Linked DNA regions of Mus musculus: region 2 is linked to region 1. Evidence: chromatin contacts called from public Micro-C data. All regions are on one chromosome and are shown on one strand. Each heading gives the region's core, a stretch centred on a gene start, on an enhancer-like site or on the middle of the called end of the contact. The rest is flanking DNA. Distances are from core to core; before and after follow the strand shown. Region 1 overlaps Garnl3 (GTPase activating RANGAP domain-like 3). Region 2 overlaps Ralgps1 (Ral GEF with PH domain and SH3 binding motif 1).

What was found. Hi-C and Micro-C count contacts between places; a contact is called where the count stands out from the background.
Region 2: a Micro-C map of muscle stem cells shows a contact between it and region 1, with 6 times the contacts expected there. The contact joins two enhancer-like sites. A contact is called at or near these places in 2 of 39 promoter capture datasets (embryonic stem cells and liver), 4 of 15 datasets of contacts at CTCF or cohesin (embryonic stem cells, large pre-B cells, pro-B cells and 1 more), 29 of 484 Hi-C or Micro-C datasets (B cells, the Ba/F3 cell line, CD8 T cells and 14 more), 2 of 115 datasets of contacts at active chromatin or transcription factors (embryonic stem cells and large pre-B cells) and 2 of 9 other capture datasets (embryonic stem cells and liver).

What each region holds. Positions count from the first base shown.
Region 1 is chr2:33,021,386-33,028,204 of GRCm38.p6, forward strand. Garnl3 (GTPase activating RANGAP domain-like 3) reads right to left here. Exons shown (of 30, transcript NM_001355200.1): 13 at 4,695-4,803; 14 at 2,104-2,149; 15 at 1,277-1,383. Among named protein-coding and RNA genes, the nearest start is that of Slc2a8, 43 kb to the left of the region's middle. Within about 2 kb of position 2,841, at least 47 of the 459 cell types and tissues checked have an H3K27ac peak or open chromatin away from gene starts, as enhancers often do. A contact at or near this core is called in muscle stem cells and myocytes, where this site is marked.
Region 2 is chr2:33,343,498-33,350,316 of GRCm38.p6, forward strand. The region is part of intron 1 of Ralgps1 (Ral GEF with PH domain and SH3 binding motif 1); the gene reads right to left. Among named protein-coding and RNA genes, the nearest start is that of Ralgps1, 25 kb to the right of the region's middle. Within about 2 kb of position 3,319, at least 79 of the 459 cell types and tissues checked have an H3K27ac peak or open chromatin away from gene starts, as enhancers often do. A contact at or near this core is called in muscle stem cells and myocytes, where this site is marked.

The sequences.
Region 1 (6,819 bases), core at 1,591-4,090:
GATCTATGAGTTCAAGGCCAGCCTTGTTTATATAGTAAATTCAAGCTAGCCAGGGCTACATAATGAGACTTTGACTAAAAAACAAAACAAAACAACAAAACAAAACAAAACAACAAAACACCCCACTTCCTGCTCTAGTAGAGGATCTGGGCTTTATCCTCAGTCCCACATTGGGCAGCTCATAACCTCATTTCCAGGGGAAGAATCCAGTGCCTTCTCTCCTGGCCTCCATGGGCACCCACATACACAAGCACATACACACACTCAAGCATACACATATAACGTTAATCTTTACAAGAGAATACAAAGAAAGGACAATATGTCATCCAGCACCTGCCTGGCCTGCAGCATTAGTTTTGGCCAATTCTGAAGGCAATTGAAGACTAGAAGCCGAGTAGCGTGTACTGATGTGGGATTCTGTGACGTTCTGGGCTCAACTGATGCCACCTTGGGGCCAGGTAACCAAGATGGATTCAATGAGAGGACAGGAGCTTCCCCAAATTCTCTCAAACTACATGGTAACAGTGACAGAATTAGGCAGTGTGTGTGTGGGTATGAGGGGCAGGTGGATGCAAAGCAGCTGCAGCCCCTGCTGTGTCTGGCAGGAGACTGGAGCTGGCTGCAGAGGGCACAGACTGGGTGGCACTGCCAGAGCTCCAGGGCTGACAGACTAGACTTCTATGAAGAGTCTGCAGTGGATGAAGCCAAGTGACTTGATGCTGATCAGTAGGTCCTGATGGCCCAGGCACGCTCTGGGTGTGGCCCATGTCTGTCAGACAGGAGAGCTCAGAGGCAGGCCCTGGGAGGTAGCAGTGAGCTGAGGTGCATGCGCACTGGCTCTCCAGCTCTTGTGGCCCAGGGTGGGAAGGTTCTCTTCACTCCATGCACAACCCATCTGCCTGCACACTCGTACAGCCCAGCAGCTCTCTGTTCCTAAGTGTGAATCATAACCATAGCTTCCTACCCCTTCACAAAGACACACATATATAATGATGGAGACTCAGAATGATGGTATCAGAACCCCAGGGCACACAGGCTGACCAGAGGCCTGTGGCACCGGCGTGGTGAAGCGATAAGTTGCAAAGCCTTGGGCAGGATGTGAGGAGCAGATGAGAACCCAGAAGAAAGCCTACCCAATGTTACCAGAAACTAAACATGGGTAATGGATGAATCGAATGTGAATGGTCTAACAACACTTCCCTATGCAGTGGCCTGGGAGAGTATAGAGAACAAATTCTTGTAACAACCAACAGCACATTTCAAAATGACAACTTACATTTCACAAGCAAAAAGTCCCTGAATTCCTGGTGGTCAGTAAACACCGGAGGGGATGGCAAGGGTGGGCCAAAAAGTGGCACACTTTCTTCTGAAAATATTTTCAGCCTATGTTGAGAACATTCCAGAGTTAGTCAGCTCTCTTCTTCAAAGGTCAGTAACAGTTTTGCAAGTCAATATGTTCAGAGACCTATGTAATACGTGAGGAAGATTCACTCCAGAGGAGCCTGTGTCACCTCTGAGCGCTCTCTCCTAGGAAAGCAGCCGTGCCTTAGGGTCTAACCCACCAGCCTGTGGACAGACTGAAAACCAGTAGTGAACGGCTGCTGCATACCAGGCAGGGTGCTCTGGATTTCACGGCTTGCTGAGCAGGCCAGAGGTGACTGTTCTTACTCTACACTAGGCTCAAGGTGCCCGGGGACAGACATGCTTCACAAATCCTCAAAGTCAGTAAGTGACTGAGCTGAGGTGTGACCTCTCTACTCCTAAGTGGTGGAACTTGACAGTACTTTCACAGGACCCTTCTAATAAATTCATTCTGAGAAACAGAAGGACAGCAGGCAAGGGGCACTCTGACCAAGGTCAGACAGACAACTTCTCCTGTAAAGTACAAACACCAAACTAACCCTGAACCCTGGGCCTACTGTGCATAGCAATACTACATGGAGCAAAATCTTTCCCTGAAGAGAGAGACAGAATATTCTAGAAGGTGAGATTGCACCTAATGAACCCCAGAAGCAAGCACATCAGGGTCGTTTGAGGGCCAATACCGACTGGTGACACAAATTTTAGAATTAGAGCAAGAAGAGAGACAAGGTCTTTACCTACCTGTAATTGTCATTTTGCTGGTCATACCTCACTAAGGCAAAAATATCTGTGGGGACAGTCAAGGCAACTCATCAATACCCTTGATGTTCACACTGGAGAGCTGGATCTGAGAACCCTGCCTGCAGAAGTGTTCTTGAGCAGGCCTCCCTGTGGCTAGGTACCTACTGCTCTGAAGTTGGGACAAAACTCCACCCCTTTACAAGGGACACACACACACAGGGGAGCCCTGTGCCTAGTGTTAGCATCTGTGTGGTCTTATACTGGGAAAAGGTTAGGTGAAGCCTCCACAGCTGTCATGGGAGTGTATAAGGAAATCCATGAAACAGTCAAGCAGCCAGGGAACCAGAGCAGCAGCTCCTGGCGCCGGCTACTCATCTATTCCACCACACGGGGAAACAATGGAAATGTTTCTGCTGTACACTTTCCCTCTCCTCCTGCCTCTGGCAGACAAAACAGACCGAGCCAGTGTAGCCGCTGGCAGCTGCTGAGCAGAGGCGCCTGTGCTTGGGATGAAGCTCAACGAGCGGCTCGGGCTGTGGGTCAGTGGCAGAGCACTTTCGGGACTTGTGGGAGACCTGGCTTCCACCAGCGTTTAAGAAAAAAGGACAAATGATATGCTATGGGGCTTCAATCTCAATACAACTCTTTAAAAATAAATCAAAGAGCACAACTGCCGCACCCAATAGTGCTCCTCTGGCCTGCTCTCACATCTCACCTCCAGCCCTGCTGCTGCCTGGGGCTGAAGGCAGCAACACTCGGGTGCAGCCACTCCTGTACTCTGCGGGATGAGGTCACACCGACCACCTGCATATGTGCTCAGGCCAGTGTGCAGAATGTCTAATAGGGAGCACCCTAAAGTGTCTCTAGCTATCTAGCTACCTTGTCTTCTGGGCTTCACTCAGAGAAGCCTTCTGTCACCAGGAAAAGGGGAATATTAGTGCCACAGCCCAATAAATGGGGGACATTATGCTGTAAGTAGGAGGAGCCAAGGAGGGTGTGTCTTCACCTTAATTATAACCCCTACCCTTGTGGGAGAAATTTGGCCATTTCAACTTTTAAAAACCTCCTTGTGAGCTCTGTTGTCTGACTTGAGACAAGTCAGTTTTATTGGCAGGCACCTGATGCGCAGTGGTCTGTCCCCCGGTGTTTTTCCCGGGGTCTCTGGGAACAGGAGTAATGAGACTCAACTTCATTCTGAGAATGCCCACTAGATGTCCTTTCCTTACTGTGGCCAACCTTCTGAGCCGCTGCCTTGAGATTGGCTCTCCTGGCCTGTAACCATGGTAAGTGGGCCGTGACTGAGGTCTGGCAGATAGGACGAACACATGCCCTGGGGTTGTCTGGCTGAGCAATGTTGAGAGGGCCAGCCCCACCACGGGCATCTACAGACAGTGAGCTGGGCAGGGTTAGGCGATGTGCGTAACATTGTTAATGTTACCATGCCGCAGCATACTTCAACTTAGCAGGTAGTATCAGGCTTAGAATAATTTCTCACAGTGAACTCCTGCCTCAGCCTCTCGGGTGCTGTAATTACAGGTGTCAGTCTGCATGCCCAGATACACACACACACACACACACACACACACACACACACAGGCCCAGGCCTTCAGTGTGTTGGAACTACAGGCATGCGGCAACAGATTTTATAGTTGACGTCACTTCCCAGAGGGGTCACTACTTATCCTTCACAATTGTTCATTACCAGTTCATAATAGGAAGCTTGCCTCACTTCACAGACTTCCTGAGGAAAGAGGAGGCATTCTGAAAGTCAATGTGGGTGTGGTCGCATGCTCCTGTAACCCTAGCACCCAGAGGTCTGAGGCAGCAGGCCGGAAGTGAGCTGGGAAACACTGTCTTCTGACCTGCAAACTCACAGCCAGTGCCTACCTGTACTGGCCTAGGCCCATCAACATCCCACTGTGGATGGGGAGGGGCTCCTGAGGCCCTGCCCCTCCCTGAAGAGCTATAGGCAGTTAATGGCTGCTGGGGTACAAAGAGCCATTTTCGGGCTGGAGAGATGGCTCAGTGGATGACTGCTCTTCCAGAGGTCCTAAGTTCATTTCCCAGCAACCACATGGTGGCTCACAGCCATCTGTAATGGGATCTGATGCCCTCTTCTGGTGTGTCTGAATACAGCTTCAGTGAACTCACATACATAAATAATTTAAAAAAAAGTCATTTTCTCAGTGGTGTAGCTACTGATGAGCTGCTCTCACTCAAATAAATGACCATCTGCGTAGGCTTTAACTGCATCCCTGGTTAGACACAGGTGGGACACACCCAGGTGAGAAAGCAGAGGGGCCTTGTTAGGAAGAAGGGGTGGTCAGAAGAGGGGAAGGATGGGAGGGTAGTGGAGGGTGTGGTGAAGGGATCTTGTGTGTGTATAAATTGAGAAACACAATGAAACAGTCCCCGAGGACTCCTCCCCGCTGCCTCAGAGGCGGGCAAGAAAGAAACACGCAGCACTTGGGCACACTGCCCGGTGGCGGGTGTCAGACTAGCCGCTCAGGTGGGTGTCACGCTGCCTATTACATGTCCTGGGAGGCCCCAGGAGGCTGGTGGGCAGGAGCATTTATGAAGACCCAGGATACGTGTAAAATGGGAGCGGATCATGGAAGGCTTAAAGGCGGGAGAGGACTCCTCTCCTTCCTGGAACACGATGGTGACAATATCGTTTCCAATGTGGCGCTTCCTTTCCACCTGTGAGGAGGAGAAATGACATGGTGAGAAGAGCTGCTCTGACAAGGGTCACTCAGTTAAGACACTGTAGCAAACCACCACAGCCACTGCACAGCCGGACGTCATGTGGCCTTGACAAGCCACCGGGCTCCTCTCCCAGTGCAAACCTCCTCACCAGCTTGAAGGACAACGTTCCCTCCACCCGTTGCTTCCTTATACCCTGACCTGTTCTGGGACCCATAGGAGCTCAGGAAGCAGTCACGAGGGTGTCTGAGGGAGAGACATGCACATGGGCTTCAAACAGTCTACCCCAGTGCTCCTCCACTGACCTACACCTCTGACTCTCCTCTGCTCATTTGAATGTTCATACTTAGTGCCAAGATGGCTCTATCTAATTTGACCCTAGTTGTCTTTCCAAAATGAGTTCCTAGATATGCGGTTGACACTTTTTTTTTGTATAAAAGGCCAGACAGCTTCAGAGACAGAGACTGTGTGGACTCTTTATACCTACATGGTCCCTAAAGCAGGAAAGCTACCACAAAGAATGTGTGAGCAGTGAGCGGGTGTGGTGTATGCCAGTAACACTGCACCCAGCAGGACAGAACAGGCCACTTTGCTAGCTCCATACAAGACCATCTATCTGGTCAAACTGAGTAACTGCTGCTACCCTGGATCCCTGAGTCCCTTGTGTTGGGCCGTGGAGGACTGAGGATGCTGCTGTTCTCAGCTGCTGGTGACTGCAGTGGATGAGAACCTCCATGAGACAGCAGAAGACTTCTCTGCTGAGTCATCAACACATAAAGCCTTAAGAAACCAAGTAATTATCTTTTTTTTTTTTTTTTTTTTTTTGGTTTTTCGAGACAGGGTTTCTCTGTGTAGCCCTGGCTGTCCTGGAACTCACTTTGTAGACCAGGCTGGCCTCAAACTTAGAAATCCACCTGCCTCTGCCTCATGAGTGCTGGAATTAAAGGCGTGTGCCACCACATCCGGCTCCCAACTAATTATCTTAACTGGTAGATTCTGGAGTGGTTTGTGGCATAGCAATAAATACGCAAAGCATGGTCTGTACTTGCCAACTTATCTTGTCTAGCCTTGTATGGCCAAGCATCTCACACGTAGTTATCTGTCTAAGCTTAGGCAAATGGCACCTTCTCCAGGAAGGCCTCCTTGATTTTTATTAGCTGTCATGTTCTTTCTCTCTCAGCAGCCACGGAAGTTTTGTGATTCCATTAAATTTTAAGTGTGTGTGTGTGTGAGTGTGTGAGTGTGTGTGTGTGTCTACCAAAGCCAGAAGAGGACACCAGATTCCCTGGAGCTAGAGGCATTTTGTGAGCTGTCCAGTGTGGGTGCTGGGAACCAAACTCTGGTCATCTGGAAGAGTAGCAGTTGCTTGTCACTGCTGAGCCATCTCCAGCCCCTGATGTCATTCTTATGTGGATTAGTCCTCTATGTGTGGAACTGGCTCTTGGCTATGCTTCCTGTCTGTATCATATTCTGTATCATAAATTCCTGGAGAGTCGGTCCCCGCCTGAGTCATAGCGTATATTCCCATTTACCAATAAGGAAGCTAAGGTGTAGAGAACAGCTGAGTGCAAGTCAGCTCAAATGATTTCTTGTAACACTGAAAGAACAGGCAACAGAAGAAAGAGAAAGTGAGAGCACACCACAACTGAGAGCCTCTAAGGACAAGGGATACTGTCAGGAGAGGGAGAGGCGTGGCAGGATCCAGAATACATAAAGAATTCCTACTGCTCAATAGTGAACGTGACTCAAACAAACAGGAAGACTGTAAGTGGATACTTCTCCAGAGACGACATGTCGACTGTAATAACCACAGGAGAAGACACCCAAGTTCACTAGTTACCAGAGACGTGCAAGCCAAGACAAGCAGCCATGCAAACCAGTAGGATAACGGTATAAAATAACACATCCGTGGCTGGAGTGAGGAAGAGCAGCCTCTCTGTGCACTACTGACGGGAATGTGACATGGTGTGGCCCCTCTGGAAATGATGTGGTTCCTCAAAGGGTTAGATGTAG
Region 2 (6,819 bases), core at 2,069-4,568, 320 kb after region 1:
CACTCACATCAGACAGTAGAAACTACTCGAATTTCTGGGAAACTGAGGGCTCATGAGTCAAATCCTGGACAGTCTGCCAGAGCCTGATACAGGCTTCCACCACAGCACGGGAAGGGCATGTGAAGCACTTATGCAGGGCAGGGCAGCTGTTATTACTTACTGTAATGTCACTGCCAGGGTTATTACTCACTGTAGCATTGTGTCCTTCCCTCACAAGCTTCTAGTCACAAGTTCCCATTCTCTTTTCCAATGTAAACAATTAGCTTTATTTTTTTGTTTGTCTGTTTTGTTTTTTAAGACAGGGTTTTTCTGTGTAGACCTGGCTGCCCTTGAACTTAGAGGTTCGTCTGCCTGTCTACCAAGTACTGGAATTAAAGGCGTGCACCACCACTCTCTGGCAAACAATTAATTTAAACATTAAACAAACAAACCAACCAACTAGCCAGTGCTCTGTGCTTTGTGAGAATGTGGGCTTCCATTCCTGGGAAGGTTGCTCCCCATAGCGGGCTCCAGGGAACCAAGCATGGGATTCTCCCATCTGTCTTCCCCTTCCCCTGGCCCCAGTCTACCTGTGTAGCCCATCATATTTTCCATGGAAGGCAGACGTTAGAAAGGCAAAAGGCTTGTTTGTGTCTGCCTCCTGCATGTCTCAACATGACAGAAATAGCCTCACTGATGGACAGCAGCTCTCATCTATCCATGTGCAGAAAACGGTTGGAGCAACACTCTCCCATCCAGGACAGGGCCTGAGGCTGCTGAGTACCTGGGTTGGGACTGGGTGGGAAGCAGTGGACAGATAGGCTGGGACACAGCAGAAGGACATCGTAGGCTACAGGGAGGAGTGCATGGAGCAGTAGAGGCAGCAGTGGGGGAGGGGTGCGGGTGGGCTTGCGGGGTTAGGGGTTTTCCTTGGAGGTACTGGGAATCCTCTAATTCAAGGTTGTGAACAAGTGGTAGCAAATTCCATTTCTATTTTATTTTGTGTGTGTGTGTGTGTGTGTGTGTGTGTGTGTGTGTGCACACGCATGTGCATCCTGTGTATATGCTGATATACTCTCAGAGGCTAGAAGATAGCACTGAGTCCCTTAGAGCTAGAGTTACAGGCAGTTGTAGGGCTGGGAACTAAACTCAGGTCCAGGAGAAGAGCAGAAAGTCCTACCAATCTCTGAGCCTTGTCCTCAGCATGTATGCGTGGATTCTGAAGGACTGGGGCAGTCCAGTTTTCCTGCACATGATGAAGTGTGTAACTAGGTAGGGCATTAAAAGGGCCAACATGGGGCCACTAAGAAGAGCCACAGTGCTGGTATGAAGCTGAGGAGGGGTCTTCCGGGTCAGGAGATGGGAGGTGGCCTCAAGCGTGCGAGCACAGCATGGGGCACTGGGTCCCAGAGCACAGTCAGCAGAGGCTCCTTCTCACTGCCTCAGCTGTGTCCTCCCATCTTACAGGTGCTGAGGAAGCCCAGCGAGCAGGACAGGAGCCTGTGTGGCCACAGCATCAGTGCCTGCCTCTGCTCTCCCCTCGTCCGATCACAAGTGAAGGGTTCACCAACCCTTGCTCTGTGCAGGATTCCAGCCCTAGACCCAAGGACAGCAAATACAGCTTGGCCCTCAGTGCCTCTGCCACAGAGGCTTTGTCCCGGACTCTGGAGACAGGACTTGCATGCATTCTGTAAACCTCCTCTGTGGTAGTCTGAATGAAGATGGCCCCTAGCTCATAGGGAGTGGCACTATTAGGAGGAGGTGTGTCCCTGGCAGTGGACTTTGAGGTTTCAGATACCATGCTTCCCATCGTGACAATAATGGACCAAACCTCTGGACTATAAGCCAGCCCCAAATAAATGTTTTCCTTCTAAGAGTTGCCATGGGCTTGATGCTTCTTCACATCAACAGCAATACTAAGACGCCACTCTGCAGATGTAAATACAGTGACTGAGGGAGATGGATTCAACTATTATGTGCAGACACATCTTTTCACATCTGAACTCTGTATCCATAGGGAAGGTGGTATCAGCTGCTTAGGCTGGGCACAGCAGCCTGTACACACAAAAACCCATTCTTCCCACCCTCCCTCGACCTCTCTACCTCTCAGCCCTCCCCACCCTGTCTCCTGCATACACAGGCAAACACACTCTTGCTGCCAACCCTCCTGGAAACCCAAACAATGCAAGAGTAAAAGCAGTTCTCATGATGTAATTCCTTAAGAGCGTGGCAGCTGTTATCAGAACCACAGAACAACCCCGCGTCTTTCTCTGCTCTTTGGGGGTGGGGGGAGTCCCAGAGAGGGAAAGGAAAAGCCCAGATGCAGCCCTGGGTTCTTCCCAGGCAAAGCGCTCCTCAAGACTGTCAGCTCAGGAAAGCACAGGACGGCCTGAGATGAGCAGGCCAATGAGCAGGCCCTAAGGGCAAAGCAGAATGATCACTTTTTCCTAAGACAGTAGAGGCTGTCTCAAAGAAAATGCATACAACCAAGCCTGCCCAATTACAGGAGTGTGATTTCTTCCAAATGTTGCAAGCACGAATGAAAATGGATCCCAAACAGGTTGGGAGAAAGAGCCGCATCCAGGGGTGAACTGGGATGTGCTGTCACGGTCACTGCACTGGGAGCACCACTCTTTGCTGGCTCATGCACAGAAGCTGTGTGGAAGACCAATGGGGAGGAGCCTGAGCCTGCTCTGCTTCTGCCCCTCCTCCAGTACTCTCTATTTTAGAAGTCACAAGCATGGGCCCTCCTGCAGCAGGGCCACAGTGAGTCAGACCTGCTGTGGCCAATGGGCTTTAGAGAGCGCTCTGGGAAAGGCAAGTGAGGAGATGTGAGACACCCATCTTTGTGAAGATGGCTCAGAAGTCTGGGAAGAAGATTCCCTTCTGCGTTGTTAAGGATGTGGGGTGTCTAGATCAGGAGTCTAGTATTCTGGGCCCCTCTCCACTCAATCACATGCTTGATTTTAATGATTCAAAGAACATCTGCCTTGGGACTAAGCAAGCAATGTTACTTCAAGGAGAGGGGTCACAGTCTCTGCCCGGCAGGTGCAGAGATGCTTCTGTGCTTCTCTGTAGCCAAGTCTCCTCCCAAAACCCAAGCCACCCAAGACCCCTGAACAGTCCCCCACTGTGTCCCTGCTTCCACACGGTGACCCTTGCCAATGAAGATTCAGAAACGACAAGGTGTACAGTAAAGGGGTACACGATCCTACACACAAAGCCAGAGAGCCCTGAGCTGGGATGCCTGGTGCTGGCCTGGTTCACAATGAGGCTCTTGTTCTCTTCAGTCACTCCTCCAAGTCCTGAGACCAAGTTCCTCTTCTTGAAACCAGGAGGGTAGGGGTAGGTGGTGGATCTGCAATCACACGTTCATTAACAAACACCACAAGCACTGTCCTTGGCCCCAACTTCGTAACAAGTAGCTGGGCAGCCCCCAAGAGGAGAGGAACTGTGCCAAGAGGATGAGGCGAGTGGGCAGCTGGCAGACAGAGGCACACAGGGTCTGTCACCTGTGAACAGAGGCTAAAGCAGGGGCTCAACCAGCTCGCCAAGCTCTTGCAGCCCCATCCCACACGCTATAGGGCCCTGTTGGGATGAGAGGGGTGTGAATGTCCACAAGTGTGTGAGGACAGGGGACATTTTCACAGCACTCCATAAACTGAGTTTGCTCTCCACTGCATGAAGTGCACCCCCATATTTGCTTTCTCCTCTCCAAACTTTGCTGGAGAAACAAACAAACTTAAAATATGAATGAAATGGTTTCAGCCCTGAAACCCGGGGAAGGAAGACATGAATGAGCAAACAGGACTAGCTTGAGGGAAGGAACTCTGGGTGCCAGGCATCCAGCCTCAAAGTCGGTTCCTTTCCACTAACGGCATCCAGCAATAAACACAACAGCTCAAACCAGAGCAGACCTGGGCAAGGAGTTTAAAGAAATGTGCAGAAGTCACCTGAAGAAAACAATAAACTCTCATTAAAAGGTTTTAAGGGCTTGGCTCAGGGGCAAAGGCTCACGCCACCAAAGCCTGACAACCTGAGTTTGGTCCCTGGGACCCACATGGTAAAGACCTCTGTAAACTGTCTTCTGACCTCCACACACATACACACTCAAACACACACAGAATCAATAAACTTAATGTTTTTGTTAAAGAGTTCTAGGGGCTGAAGATGGCCCCTTGGTTAAAAGTACTCACTGCTCTTGCAGTGGACCCATCACACACACACACACACACACACACACACACACACACACACACACACACCTGCCAGCACCCATGTGGTGGCCCCCAACCATCTGCAACTCCAGTCCCGAAGGATCTGTCGCCCTCTTCTGGCCTCCACAAGTAGTGCATGCACTCAGTACACACATTCATGCAGGCAAAACACCAGTACACATAAAATAAAAATACGTTTAAATCTTCCTTTTAAGCTTTAACTCCCTTTGAGACAATAACATAAATTCATCAATTCTCCCCTCTATACAAGCATCTGAGAGGCAGAGCTGGATCTCTCTGAGTTCAAGGCCAGCCTGGTCTACAGGGTGAGTTCTAGAACCGCCTGAGAAACCCTCTCTCAAAAACCAACAACAAAAAAGCAAAAACAAACAAACAAAAAGAATAAATGCTCAGCAAAAGGGAATAGTTAAACAGACCCCCCCCCAAATTAAAACATTTGAGGAAAAACAGATTTGTGTTTTTAGTCTTAGAAGAAAGCAGCTCTCCCTCAGGGTCACAATAATGTCAGGAAGCCAAGGAAACCAGCGGCCAGCATGGGTGTGTGCGTGCTCTGACTAGCTTCCTGTAGTGTTGGGGATGGAACCTGGGTTCTGCCACATACTAGGCAGATCTTTGGCTACTGAGTCACCCATCCATGGCCCACCTGGCAGATTTAAATGTTAACAAGCTTAACTTCAGGATAGAAAGGGAACATGGAAAGACCAAAGGCAGCCAGTAATGCCAGGAAAAGGTTTGTGGGATCACGTGGCAGGTGATGACTGAGCATCTCTGATGTGGAAAGTCCCCTGGCTGGACTCCTGGCAGACACGGCACCTTCAAGCCTGGAAACATGAAGACCCACAAGAGCTGAAAGCACAGCACGAGGCCATGGCTGCACTCAGCATGGCAGGGACCATCAGGACAGGCCACCAGGCCTGCACCAGGAAGCCACAGACTCCAACCCACACATGCGCTTCTGTGCCCCATTACACTGCATCAGACAATCAAGACATCAGGACTTACAGACAATGAAAGATGCCCACAGCTCAGGCGCCTGCTCACATCAGCACACTCATCCAGCCAACAAATGTTTGCCCAAAGTCCTATTTGTACCAGGTACTATCCTGGATTCCAGGGACAAAGCAGCAAGCAAGAAGCCGGAAACCCCTCAGTAAACAGCAAATAAGGCATTCAGTAAATACACGGCTTGTCAGCAAGTGATACTAGATAAAGAGGAGAACTAGAGAGGCCCATGAGCAGGGCAGGGAGAACTGGCTTCCAGTTGGCACATCTCACTAAGAAAGTGCTTACACAAACACATGCTTGAGGCTGCTAACAACACATGCACACACATGATGAAGACATACAGAAAACCTGCTACACAAACTAACAGCCCTGCCTCCCAAAGAAACTCCAGGTGCACTTAAATGTCTACCGTTTTGTATACTTCAATGCTGTCTATTTATAGTAGGTATGGAAAACACTTGGAGCAACACAGCACCTAGGGGTAAAAGTAGTTGCACACTTGAAAGGCAGCTCACTGGATTAAAGACAGCCTCTGGGTAGGGAGGCTGGAGCTCTGTGTGGCAATTTGGTGCCACCTGGTGGCCAGTTGTTTAAATAAATACTGGTATTCCAACAGTGCCAAGTCAGATTCACCAAGGTGTACAATAGTATGAAGCTATGTCTGCCCTCTGAGCGGTGACAATGAGGGACTAGGATGTCAGAGTCAGGGTGGAATTTGTTTAGCTGGCTTGAATTTTAAATCATATGTGTCTAATGACTCACTTATTTTTATAAATTAACTCATTGTAACTGACAACAGTTGGCAGTTCACCACTGGACTGAGGTGGAGAGAGAGGGCTGGCAGTACAGAGCCAGAGCCCAGGCCATTAGCAGGGAGTCTGGGAGACTCATACAGGAATGCCAGGCCTCGGGACACAGGTTCCTCAGAATGTGGGGGTGCCCAGCGTGAGGCCAGAACCTGGAGTGGCATGTAGCTGCTAGGGCCTCTAGAAGGGAAACAGAGATCAACAGAAGAGGGTTTTATGCTTGTCTGGGTGTTAAATCTTCAGGCTGCAAGGAGGAGCCACACACAGCCAACCCATGCCCAACTGTCCCTATGGAAGAAAGCCATTTTGGCACAGGAGAGGGCCACCAGAAGCACTGGGTACCTGACACAATGGCAGAAGCAGAGGAGCTAGGTGGGGCATGCAGCTCAGTCTACCAATGGGGCCTAGTGCAGCTCTGTGTTGGAAGCTGTGTGTTAAATGCTTACAAGTTTCTTAAAACACCAGAGACCTACTGTGTAGGGATGATGGCAAGCTGATGGAAAAGGCTGGAACACACCCCAGGAAGGGGTTAGGACATGAAAGGAGGGACAAGGCGAGGAAACGGGAGCTGCATTTCTAGGATCTTCAACACAGGCAAGGCAAGCATCGGGGCAACGTCGCTCTGTCACAGAGAGTGGGATAAAAGGCTCAGTTGTATCTGCTGGGGTTGGGAGCTGTATTCTTTGAGCCTGAGTTTGGCACATGGAATAGGAATCCCCTATGCAACAGTGGCTGAAACTACAAGTTAGTACTATCACAAAAAGAATGAAAGAAATGGGGTAGCAGCCATG